Linked DNA regions of Mus musculus: region 2 is linked to region 1. A link is a contact called in public Hi-C data. All regions are on one chromosome and are shown on one strand. Each heading gives the region's core, a stretch centred on a gene start, on an enhancer-like site or on the middle of the called end of the contact. The rest is flanking DNA. Distances are from core to core; before and after follow the strand shown.

Region 1 (5,034 bases), core at 1,160-3,659:
TTAAGACAGCTACAAATGGAAAGGCTGGTGTAAATTCCTTTGTTCAAAGTTGAACCTGGAGTATTCCGGGTTGTGCTTTCTTTTTCTTTTTCCTGGTAGAGAAGTCTTTTTGTTGTAAGGAGGGTCACATAAGGACGCTGGTGGAAGGGCTCTGTGCGCCATCTACTGGCATATTTTAAGTCTCCGAATTTGCAGACGGGGGAATTACTTTATATTGGGGAGGAGGGTTTAACGCATTTGAGAAAGGAAGGATGTTGGGGGAAGACGGTCAGATTCTACGATTTATTTGTGATTGCTGGAATAAATGAGAATCCAGCAAATATTACACGCACGCATGCACACACACACACTCACTAGCAAGCACATGGTCGAGGGGGTGGGGCAGGGAATCCCTCTTAATATACAAGTTCCAGTTCCTGGAGAGAAAACCAAGAGACCAACTCTGGAATCAGTGCAAACGCGGAATGGTCACCTTTCAGTTACTAAAAACATTCACATAATCTTCAGTTTTCAACTTCTTCATTCCAAAATAGTTCTCTGCAATTTGATTATTTGATAAACGGTGTAAGAATGCACAGTAGATAGTCATCCCTTGCTTATATCCCACACACAGCAGTTCTGTCTAACTTAGCGCTTACACAAACACACATGCATACAAGATGACATACTCTTACAGACTTGGTTGGGAAATATGTCCTTGGACTTCTGTTCAAGTTTCCCCACTTCTGGGCTGAATCCTGGAGGATGGGTGTACCAGTTTTAGGAGAATCACACTACTCGAGTTGGAAACGTGCTGCTTTGAACTTGGCTGGACCTGGTCCTGTCTAATCCCCATCATCTACTTTGTGAGCAGTGGGAAAAACTGAACGTGGTCATGGAGAACCTGGGACGCTCCAGGAAACCTCCTTCCCGTTATTCTCAAGTGTTCAATGCAAGGGCCGAGTTGTGCTTTCATGGTCTCCCGGCGAGAGGAAAAGAAGAAAGCAATAAAGTTGAGTCAGAAAGAGGAAGAGAGACAAAAAACACAGGGAGAAAAGAAGTTGGCAATCTGGAGAAAAAAAGATGGTGAACAAAAGATAAACTCTGGAAAACAGCCACCACCCCAAACCAGTTCAAAAAAGGAGTTAAGAGCCAGAGAGGTACAAGAACTTTAACGAAACAAAAGTCACACCCATCTTTCATTTTCGTATATCGTCTAGATCTTATCCGTTTCCTTTTTAAAGGTTGTCTGTGTTTCTAGAGGAAGCTAGTAACTCTTTTTTTTTTCTTTCTTCTTCTTCTTCTTCTTTTTTCGCTTCACGTATGGCTTGATATTCTACCCGTGGCCACTGAGACAAACTACAATCGGAGATGGAGCATTTGTAGAAGAGCAACTCTAGAACACTTCTGCGAGGGGTTGTCACCCGGGAGCCTAAATGGATTAATACCCAGAGATGGATTATGTTGGCTGTCACCAATATGCCTAAAGATTATAATCCAATTTATGCACATTATAGTCAGTATTAACTTTATCTATTTTAAGGTTCCCAGTAGTCTGGCGCGCCCTTAGAGAGAGGGCAGACCCTGATGCAACCCAGCAGGTTGTCAGCGAGGGGGAAGCCTCCTGAAGCAAACAACTGGGAAGCGGGTTCCCTAAGGCTCTGCGACGGGCACTCCCAGGTGTCCCGCCTCCACCTGGGCACGGTTCTCAGCCCGGGAACACCGAGGCGGGAGGCGTTTCCTAGGAAGGAAATGGCATTCTTGTTTCGCGTTCATTTCTTTTTTTCTTTTCTTTTTTTTTCTTTTTCTTTTTTAAAGTTTTCAGTGGCGACGGTGGGAGGGCGGGGTAGGTTGGTGGCTCGGAGTAGATAGGGAAAGGGATTTAAGGTTGCTGGGGGCTGTTCAGTCCCAGAGATTGCTATCAGGAGGCTTTTTTCCCCCTTCTTTTTTTTCTTTGGTAGCGTGGATTTCTCTTGCTCTCTGTTTAAATAAGTTTGTTTGGGTGTGCGTTCTTGCGATTTCAGCACAAACCCGCAAAAATCCATGGTGGAAAGTAAAAACAAGCCCGCTCCCCCTTCCCAAACGTGCTCACTACCGCCAAAGACTTGATTTAACAACCCCTTCTCCTGCGGCTGGGGGGCTCCAGGCAGTGGCCACATTCCAGCAGTTTTAATCCGTTTTTTATTGTAGGGAGAACGGAGTTTGCACAGGGGCCGGGATGGCTCCCCAGCTGGCCGCTCTCCCAGTGCCGGGCCCCCTCCCTCCATTTCCTCCCCCCTCCCCCATCAGGAACCTGTTACTTTAAGCGAGGCGTTCCAGTGTGGCGCTGCGGGCCGCCGGGGTTTCGGGGAGGCGGCCGCTGATTGGCTCTTTCGAGCTCCCCCTGGCTCGGTCGCTCGGCCTCCCCGCGCGCTCCGCCCCGCCCGCACGCCCTCCCTCCGCCCCTAGAGGCTCGAAGCCCGGGTGTCAGGCGCCACGGCGCATGCTCCGGACTCATCCTCTGGCCCCGGAGCTGCTGCTGCTGCTGCTGCTGCTGCTTTTGCTTTTGGGGCTGAGTTTAATAAGCGAGCGAGAGAGCGAGCACGGGGTGGGGTGGGGGCCAAGGCAGAGCATGTCCGCCATCTACCCTCAGCTCCCGGGCGCGCTCTCATTCATAGCAGCCTCTTCATGAATTACAGCTGAAGGGGGCGGGGGAGGGGGGGTACCACACAACACCCCGGCAAACCTCCGGGCCCCCAGGCATGGCTAGCTCGGTAAGTACATGCAAAAAAAATAATAAAAGCCCCCCTCCCTCTCCTCCTCCGCCCCGCGCCGCCGCAGCCCAGACAGCGCCAGCGCTCCGCGGTTCCAATTAGAGAAAGGTTGGTTTTGCTCGCGGGGAGCTGCCGCCTCTCCCTCCTCCCCACCCCCCCCCCCCCCGGCGCGCGCGCACACACTCGCACACTCGCCGCCACCGCCACCGCCACCCCCCCCCCCGCGCCTCCCGCCCGCCTCGCCTCTTTGCAATCGCAAGAAGCGCACTCACACTCCCTCTGGCTCACACACGCGCACACACACACTCACACCCGGTGGAAGGAGGCGAATAATAACTCAGCCATATTTCAGCCGCCGCCGCCGCCGGGAGCTGCGGGCACGGTCCGGGGACGCGGCGAGCAGCCTCTGCGGCCGCACCTCCGCCGAGCGCCGCGGCCGCCACGATGGTGCGTTCTCCGCGGCGCGCGCGTGAGCCCGAGTGTGCGGGCTGACAGCGGCGGGGCTGCTCGCAACTTTGCCCCAGCGGCCGGTGTGCGCGACCGGGGCTCCGCGGCGGTCCGCCAGTAGCCCTGCCTTTCTGCGTTTTGTGGCTTTCGCTGGGGGGGCGGGTGGGGGGAGGCTGGAGGGAGTTTGCGACCACTTTGGCTCTTGAAAGTGTGCAGCGTTGGCTCTGTTGGGCTGGCCTTGCTGGTCGTGGGGGGCTGTTCGCCGAGGGGTGCGGGGTGCTTTGAGTTGGGGATGCCTTGGCGTGTTTTCGTGCGGGCGTGAGTGAGTGTATGTGTGACGACGTTTCATTCTTGTGCACGAACCCCGTGGTAAGAAAGAACACGGGAGTTTGTGCCCATTAGCAGAGGCTGCCTGTAGTTTCCATTCCGCCTGGCACCGCGCTCCACACGCACGCACACATACACGTACACAAAGACTTCCTCGGCGTGTGCCTGTCGCCGCGGTACTTTCGGGGAGGGGGCTCGCTAGAAACCCCGGTCCCCTATCTCAGCCACCTCCCCTCCCACGCCGGGAAAGCGCCCCAGCATCCCCTCCTGATTGTCTCCTAATTTGTTACCGACGCGTTTGTTGTCGTGCTTGCCGTGGTGGTCGTGTTCTCCCCTTTCCCCGACCCCCTTCGCGACTAGGGGTAACATTCCGTTACAATCCCGGCCGCTGTGTAGCGGCGCCGGGGGCCCCTGCGGCCCGGCCCGGTGTATCTGGGGGTGTGGGGTGTGCGCGCCCACGCGCGTGAAACGTGGATGGAGAGGGCACTGCCGTTTCCTTTTATGTGCGTTTCAAGGAGGAGGGAAAAAAATGTCAGGCGCAATGTTGAGCAGCGAACGGTCGCCTTCCTGTTGTTCACGGCTGTCTCTCCTCCCCCTGCCCGCAGTGTGCCGTGCAGGTGAAGCTGGAGCTGGGGCACCGCGCCCAGGTGAGGAAGAAACCCACAGTGGAGGGCTTCACCCACGACTGGATGGTGTTCGTGCGCGGCCCGGAGCACAGTAACATTCAGCACTTTGTGGAGAAAGTCGTCTTCCACTTGCACGAAAGCTTCCCTAGGCCAAAAAGAGGTAGGGCTCGAATACAAAAGAGACTTGATAAAAAATGTCTTTGCTCCGGGAGGAAACAATCGCGGGGCCCCGGCGCTCCCCGGGCCGTTCCCCGCCCCCCGCGCCGCGCTTGCCGGGCTAGCCTGGGACCCGGGGGCGCGGCGCCGTGCTGGCCAGGTCTCTGCTGCCCGCGCGCGGGCGCGCGCGCGCGTGAGTGTTCGACTTGGGCTTAGGGAAAGTCAGCACAGAGAAAGGACCGTCAGGTGTCGCGTGTTTATTCCTCCCAGCCCTCTTGGGTTGCTGTAGGTCCTTTGGGGACCATGTAATTAGTTACTGGGTTTGGAGGTTTGGAGAGCAAAGCTGGAGGGAATAAACAGTTTGCACCTTTCCACACCCCCCCCCCCCCCTTTCCTGGAGAAATCGAGCTTTACCTGTGTTACTAGCCAAGAATGCATTGGAGGTAGTTATTGTTCCGTTTAGAGAAGTCGGTTCTCTAGGCAATTCTGGCCTCTGTGTTTGAGATACTAGGTGCCAGGTTGCTGTAGAGTGTCCCTTTGGGAGTTAGCCTCTACCTCACAGCCTGGATTTTACTAGTAGGGTGGTTTATCCCCTCAGTACCCCCACCTCCGTCCCCCGTGGGGGCATTTTACTGCTCTAGTAGATTTTGAATTACCTTCTGAACTGTCTTCTCATTGGGACCCACAAAGGGAGGGAGTTTCCGTTAAGGTTGAAAGCTAAGTTTCAGGCAAAGATGCTGTTTTGC
Region 2 (5,478 bases), core at 2,691-5,190, 130 kb before region 1:
CATGGAAAGAACAGACTGTCTTTACATTTTGCCTCTATCACACAAGAGTGAAGAACTGCTCCTGTTCTTAGTAAATTACCAACCTACCTGTATTACCTTCTAAACAACTTAAAAGTTACTGCTCCTAAGTTAGATCTGACAGTACAACCAGAATTTTCAATTCCATCTTGCAAAGCACAACCCCATAGTCCAAATTAATCATTGAAATTACCCTTTTCAGGGCCAGCATGAGAGCACATACATTAAATCCCAGTACTCAGGAGTCAGAGTCAAGGAGAACTGAGTTCAAGGCCAGCCTGATCTACACAATGATGTTCAAGCTAGCCAAGGTTATTTGGTACCACAGTATCTCAAATAGAGTGGGGAGGTTATAAAGAAATCTAAAACAATGTTATAATGACTCAAAGAAATTTCATGAAGTCAATATACTTATGAATTCATTTGGGGTTTTGTTTGTTCTGGCAGAGTTGTAGAAAAGTTTATCTAGTAACTAGTAATATCATACCAGTGAAAACCCATTTAAGGTAAAGACAATTTTGGACCACGTTCTTGCAACTGATTACAAGGGGCTGAAGTCTGAATGTCTCTATGGTAAGATAATCTTCAACCCATTCGTGTGCTTTGTTCTCAAAACTTTGACATTTTTTTAAGGCACCTATAAATGCCTGAGCATTACGAAGATGACGGAAGAGGATCCTCCAGAAGGTTTTCAAGTGGATAGCAGGGAATAAAACCAAGAATAAGATTAATAATGTTACAAATCAAACTGCAAGTTGTTGTGGGGACACAAAAGAGAGACACCTCAGCACCTGCAACAAGCAAGGATGAGGATCAAAATGTAGAGGAAAATGTAAAACAGTAGGCTTAGTCAGGGAAGGGGACAAAATTCAACAGAGGTAGGCAATTATTCTCTACTGACGGTTCAACAACCAATAAGCCTGGCAGATCATGTTCTCTTACTGCTAAAAAGAAAAGAGAACGTACAACCAGCTCTAGAACATTTCTTCTCCTTAAGAACTTCATAGTCACAGCAGCTAATAAGAGCACAACACAGGGCTCCAGCTCTAAAATTAGCACACCCCATTCTGTGTCCTTCATTTATTTTATTTTACGTTACCTTTCAGGGCATTGCTGGAAAAAAGCTGTCAGCTGCTGCAGGAGTAGTGGCCAGCAATCAGGCCTGTGCTCAAGCACGGTGATCAAAGGCTGAGGAGGATTTCTGAGAAACACAGGAAATCGTATTGTTAGCTGTCATTTCAGGAGCACGCATTCTCTCTATCCAAATATAGCAGCAAGAAGCCAACACCAGCTACAGACATTTCCCAGGATCTATAATCATAAAACTATCACTTCCTGAGCTGGGGAGGTGGTTCATGAGAAATGACTTTTCCTGCATTTTATCTAATTCTTCTCCTGAAAAGAAAATAGATCCAGAGTCTCAAGAGATCTAAATTAAAAAATTTAATAGCTCAGACTTCAGCCCATTTCCTAAATCCAGTAGCTCTCTCCAAACTACCCTTTGATGTCCTCATTCCTCCTCCTACTGCCCTTTCCCATGCAAGTAACTTGTCTGTCCCTCTCACATTAGGCTAGCTCATAAGCAAACTGTATCTTCTGCTCTTGGTTACTTTTACCTTGTTTATTTTTATTTCATGTATGTCTGTGCATCACGAGCATCCAGTGTCTAGAAGCCAGAAAATGGCACTGAATCCCCTGGCTCTGGAATTATAGATGGTTAGCCTCAATGTGAGTGCTAGGAACTGAGTCACCAATCCTCTGTAAGAGCGACCAGTGCTCCTAGCACTGAGGCATCTCCCTGGTTCATCCTCATTTTTTTCTAGAGTCTCAGTACATGCACAGTTCTGTGTCTTCCAGCATATTTAGTATAAAGGAAAAGACAATATTCCTCCCATCTCAAATAAGAAAGCTTCCAAGCTGAAAATGCTTTCAAACCACTGTTGTACAGGGATTTGTAGTACTTGGCCTATTTCCATTAAGATATCTAAAAAGGCTTTATTAAACAGAGAATCTGAAATCTGGAGGATTCTCAGAGAATGGAGCTTTAGGAAGAATAAAAAAGCATAACAGATTCTTTTCAAGAGTTCAAAATCCTAATTATAGTTGTAAATGTACCAAGGGGTTTTGCTTTTTGTTTTTTGTTTTTATTTTATATTTATTTATGCATTTGGGGGAGAAAGGCACCATGGACTGAATGTGAAAATCACAGGACAGCTCTTGGGAGTTAGGTCCCCTTCCACCACGTGGGTTCAAGGGATTGAATTCAAGTCATCAGGCTTGGTAGCAAGTGGATACAGATGAATATTTCTTAGGACTTATCTGTGCAATGCCAGGGATCAGGCCAAGGGTCTCCCATGCTGGGCAAACGAGCTCTTTACCACTGAGTCACACCTGCAGGATGCAAGCAACTTCCTAGGAACAACCCTCCTGATTCCTTTTAAATGTTTGTTTGTTTGCTTATCTGTCTGTTTATTGTACCACACAGCATGTGTGGAAGCCACGAGAGAACTTTTGAGAGTCGGCTCTTGCCTTACTCTCTTGCTCGGACTGCAGAGTGTCCTGCTGGCTGCAGAGTATCCTGCCGGCTCTGCAGTGAAGTACCTTCCAGGCAAGTCTGTCTCCAATTCCCATCTCCACATAGCAGTGTGAATTCCGATACACTCTCCCACATCTGACTTTTCACGTGGGTTCTAGGAATGAACTCAGGCCATCGGGCTTGCAAGAGCTTTTACCCACTCAGCCGTCATCTCAGCAGCCTTGTAAAGGTCTAACCCAGCCTGAACTCAGAATCATAATCCTCCTGCCTCTGCATATACTCTACCAGCATGGACCATGGCTCTTCTTGGTTCTTAAAGCATGGTGGGTTTTCCAGCATATCAGCATCATTACCTAGAAAGTGTGAAACACAGATCCCCGTAGCCCATGCAGATCTACTAAAGCCCTGGCATGAAATATAGGTCAGAGTGTAGCTCTCACCCAATGCCGAAGCCTCAGTTACCTTGGGGTTGCTAGGAATAGTGTTCATGCATAAGCAACTTTTCAAAACTCTCTAGGTGATTCTAATATGTTCCACACTCTGAAAGCTGCTACAAAGGGAAAAAATGAAAATAAAAACCTCTGAAGAAGGAAGTCAAGGGTAGGAATATTTCTGTTTATACTCTTTTACAAAGAACAAATTTTAGTAGATCTTATCTCATAGGCCAGCAGCTTGCTCATTAACACACAGGCTATTTCTGACTGCCAGATTAAGGTCATTGCTAAGAGGTAGTTCCACCCAACCTTTTACACCAAGCCTCAAAACTCACATCAAAATCATGTATATCAATCCCAAACTCTTTGGCAAGTAAAGCTATCCAGAATCACCTTCCATCCTGGGTGTCAGAGATACGAAGTCCAAATACTCCCAAGTCCTAAATGCCACTCAGCACATCACAGCAGGATAAGGTCTTGAACACTAACAGCAGTTACTGCCCCTATGTGCTCTTCTGATAAGCATGCTGGTGTAAGGAGTTTTGTACAGGACCAGTCACTAACCCTCCAGCTAAGGGTGGCGTTCATGACTACTTAAGAAGATAATCTGAAAAATTTACAACCAAGCTTTTATGTAATCACTAAGCTCTGAAATGATTTCCAATTCCTCTCTTAGAAGTCGGCTCTTGCAGAGATGGCTAAGTGGTTCAGAGCACCGGCTGCTCTTCAAGTGGGCCTGGGTTCAATTCCCAGCAACCCATGGCAGCTCACAACGTCCGCAACTCCAGTTCCAGGCCATCTGGCACCCACTCATGCCAAACATACAGGCAAAATACCATTGCGCATAAAATAAACTCTAAAAAAAGAAAAAGAAAGAGAAACCAGCTCCTTGCCCAACCTGGCCTCTCCTCTTCCTGTTTCCCCCAAAACCCCACTGCCTCTTATTAACCCTCTCATCTTCATTCCTCTTCCTGTCTCTCCTACCCCAACAAGATAACAATGACAGATCTCCCCTTGACAACACATTCAAATTAAACCAGGTCAACAGAAATAAAACACAGTCATCTTAAAGTAGTAGAAATTACACACATATGCAACCAGCTCTCATCTGACACAGCTTTGTTACACTCAGAATAGAAGGAACCATTCACTTTGTTGCAGGAAATGAAAGGGTCTATTTCACCAGCTACTGGATTCAGTCAATTCCAGTTAGCATCTCAAAGTTAATCCCTAAAGATTAGATTGAGTAGAATATACGAGAATAAAGGTCCAAATTAATTACTGATTTAGACCTCTAGATAATTAATTTCTCCAGGAAATTGAATGCATTCTAAGTGACAATACTGTAAAAAGTAACGTATGATACTGATTACAAGAGGCTGATAACCTTGAAAGAAGTGGCATAAAAAATGCAAACATTGACTCTTATTGATTAGGTTTGGATTACGAATATTATACTTTTTCAAACAACACAAATAACCTAAAATCAATTATAGTTGCCAAAGTTTTGTTTTTAAGCATAATAAACCAAAAAGCTAAATTTTCCCTTGTGAATCATCAAATTGATATGTGAATACACGTAAAAAATAATACACAAAGGCTTACACTCACATAATAGAATGGATATATCTTAATTAAACAAACTGCACCACTTCCATGCATGAGACTGACTGCCTCTTAGCACTACTGGCGTGTTATATAGACAGTCTTCACAGCAGGGGCAAAGCTTGATCAACAGCAACCTAGCCTCCTCCACCAGGAGCTCTTAAACTTCCTCCAAGTACTGACAATCAAACGTGTCCTCTGACTCTGCCTAATGTCCTCGTTGGGGTGAAACTGCCTCTGGTTCAGAATCACTACCTGAAGTCCACAGCAAGTGCAAAGCGAAGCACAAAGCCGACCGGGCTTTAACTTAAACAGCACTGAAAGTCATCAATCATGACCAAAAACTTACATTTCTTATGGAAATACGCTTAACAAAAATTAGCATTGGATGCACAAGAAAACTGAAAAGGCTTAAAGTGGGGGAAAAACGTAAAATTATTCCTTTACAAAATAAGTCTTATTCTAAAATAAACATCATTAGAGAATACAGATGCTAATTTGAGTATGACAGAAAATGAAGTTATTATCCTATCAAAAATATTATAATTAGAGCATGAAAAATGTCATAAGGCTGAGTATAGTTCACTCTTGATATATTCAAGATTTGATTATTAAATTTATGGATTATTCAAATTTTTTCTTTCTTCCTCTCACTTGTTGTTTGTTAGCCATTCAACTTCTTTCTTTAACATGTATTCAAATGAGAAAGTTCCAGGCATTTGAAAGGATACACAATTTAAACTCCAAAAATTTAATTGGGAAGTACCAGAGTGGGGGAGGGAGAGAGAAGGAGAGAGACAGAGAAGGGGAGAGGGAGGGAGGGAGGGAGGGAGGGAGAAGGGAGGGAGGGGGAGGGAGGGAGACAGCAGGCTGGCAAACGAGAAG

The links. Hi-C and Micro-C count contacts between places; a contact is called where the count stands out from the background.
Region 2: a contact with region 1 is called in a Hi-C map of group 2 innate lymphoid cells, with 2.8 times the contacts expected there. The contact joins the enhancer-like site here to the promoter of Mllt3 in region 1. A contact is called at or near these places in 3 of 39 promoter capture datasets (hematopoietic stem and progenitor cells and liver), 1 of 15 datasets of contacts at CTCF or cohesin (pro-B cells), 19 of 484 Hi-C or Micro-C datasets (CD4 T cells, CD8 T cells, the G1E-ER4 cell line and 10 more), 4 of 115 datasets of contacts at active chromatin or transcription factors (CD8 T cells, effector CD8 T cells, embryonic fibroblasts and 1 more) and 4 of 9 other capture datasets (adipose tissue, liver, macrophages and 1 more).

The regions. Positions count from the first base shown.
Region 1 is chr4:88,030,782-88,035,815 of GRCm38.p6, reverse strand. Mllt3 (myeloid/lymphoid or mixed-lineage leukemia; translocated to, 3) reads left to right here and starts at 2,409. Exons shown (of 11, transcript NM_027326.3): 1 at 2,409-2,732; 2 at 4,112-4,292. The coding sequence starts at 2,721.
Region 2 is chr4:88,165,648-88,171,125 of GRCm38.p6, reverse strand. Focad (focadhesin) reads right to left here. Exons shown (of 44, transcript NM_001081184.1): 6 at 1,118-1,219. Among named protein-coding and RNA genes, the nearest start is that of Mir491, 46 kb to the right of the region's middle. Within about 2 kb of position 3,940, at least 62 of the 459 cell types and tissues checked have an H3K27ac peak or open chromatin away from gene starts, as enhancers often do. A contact at or near this core is called in CD8 T cells, the G1E-ER4 cell line, Th1 cells and 8 more, where this site is marked.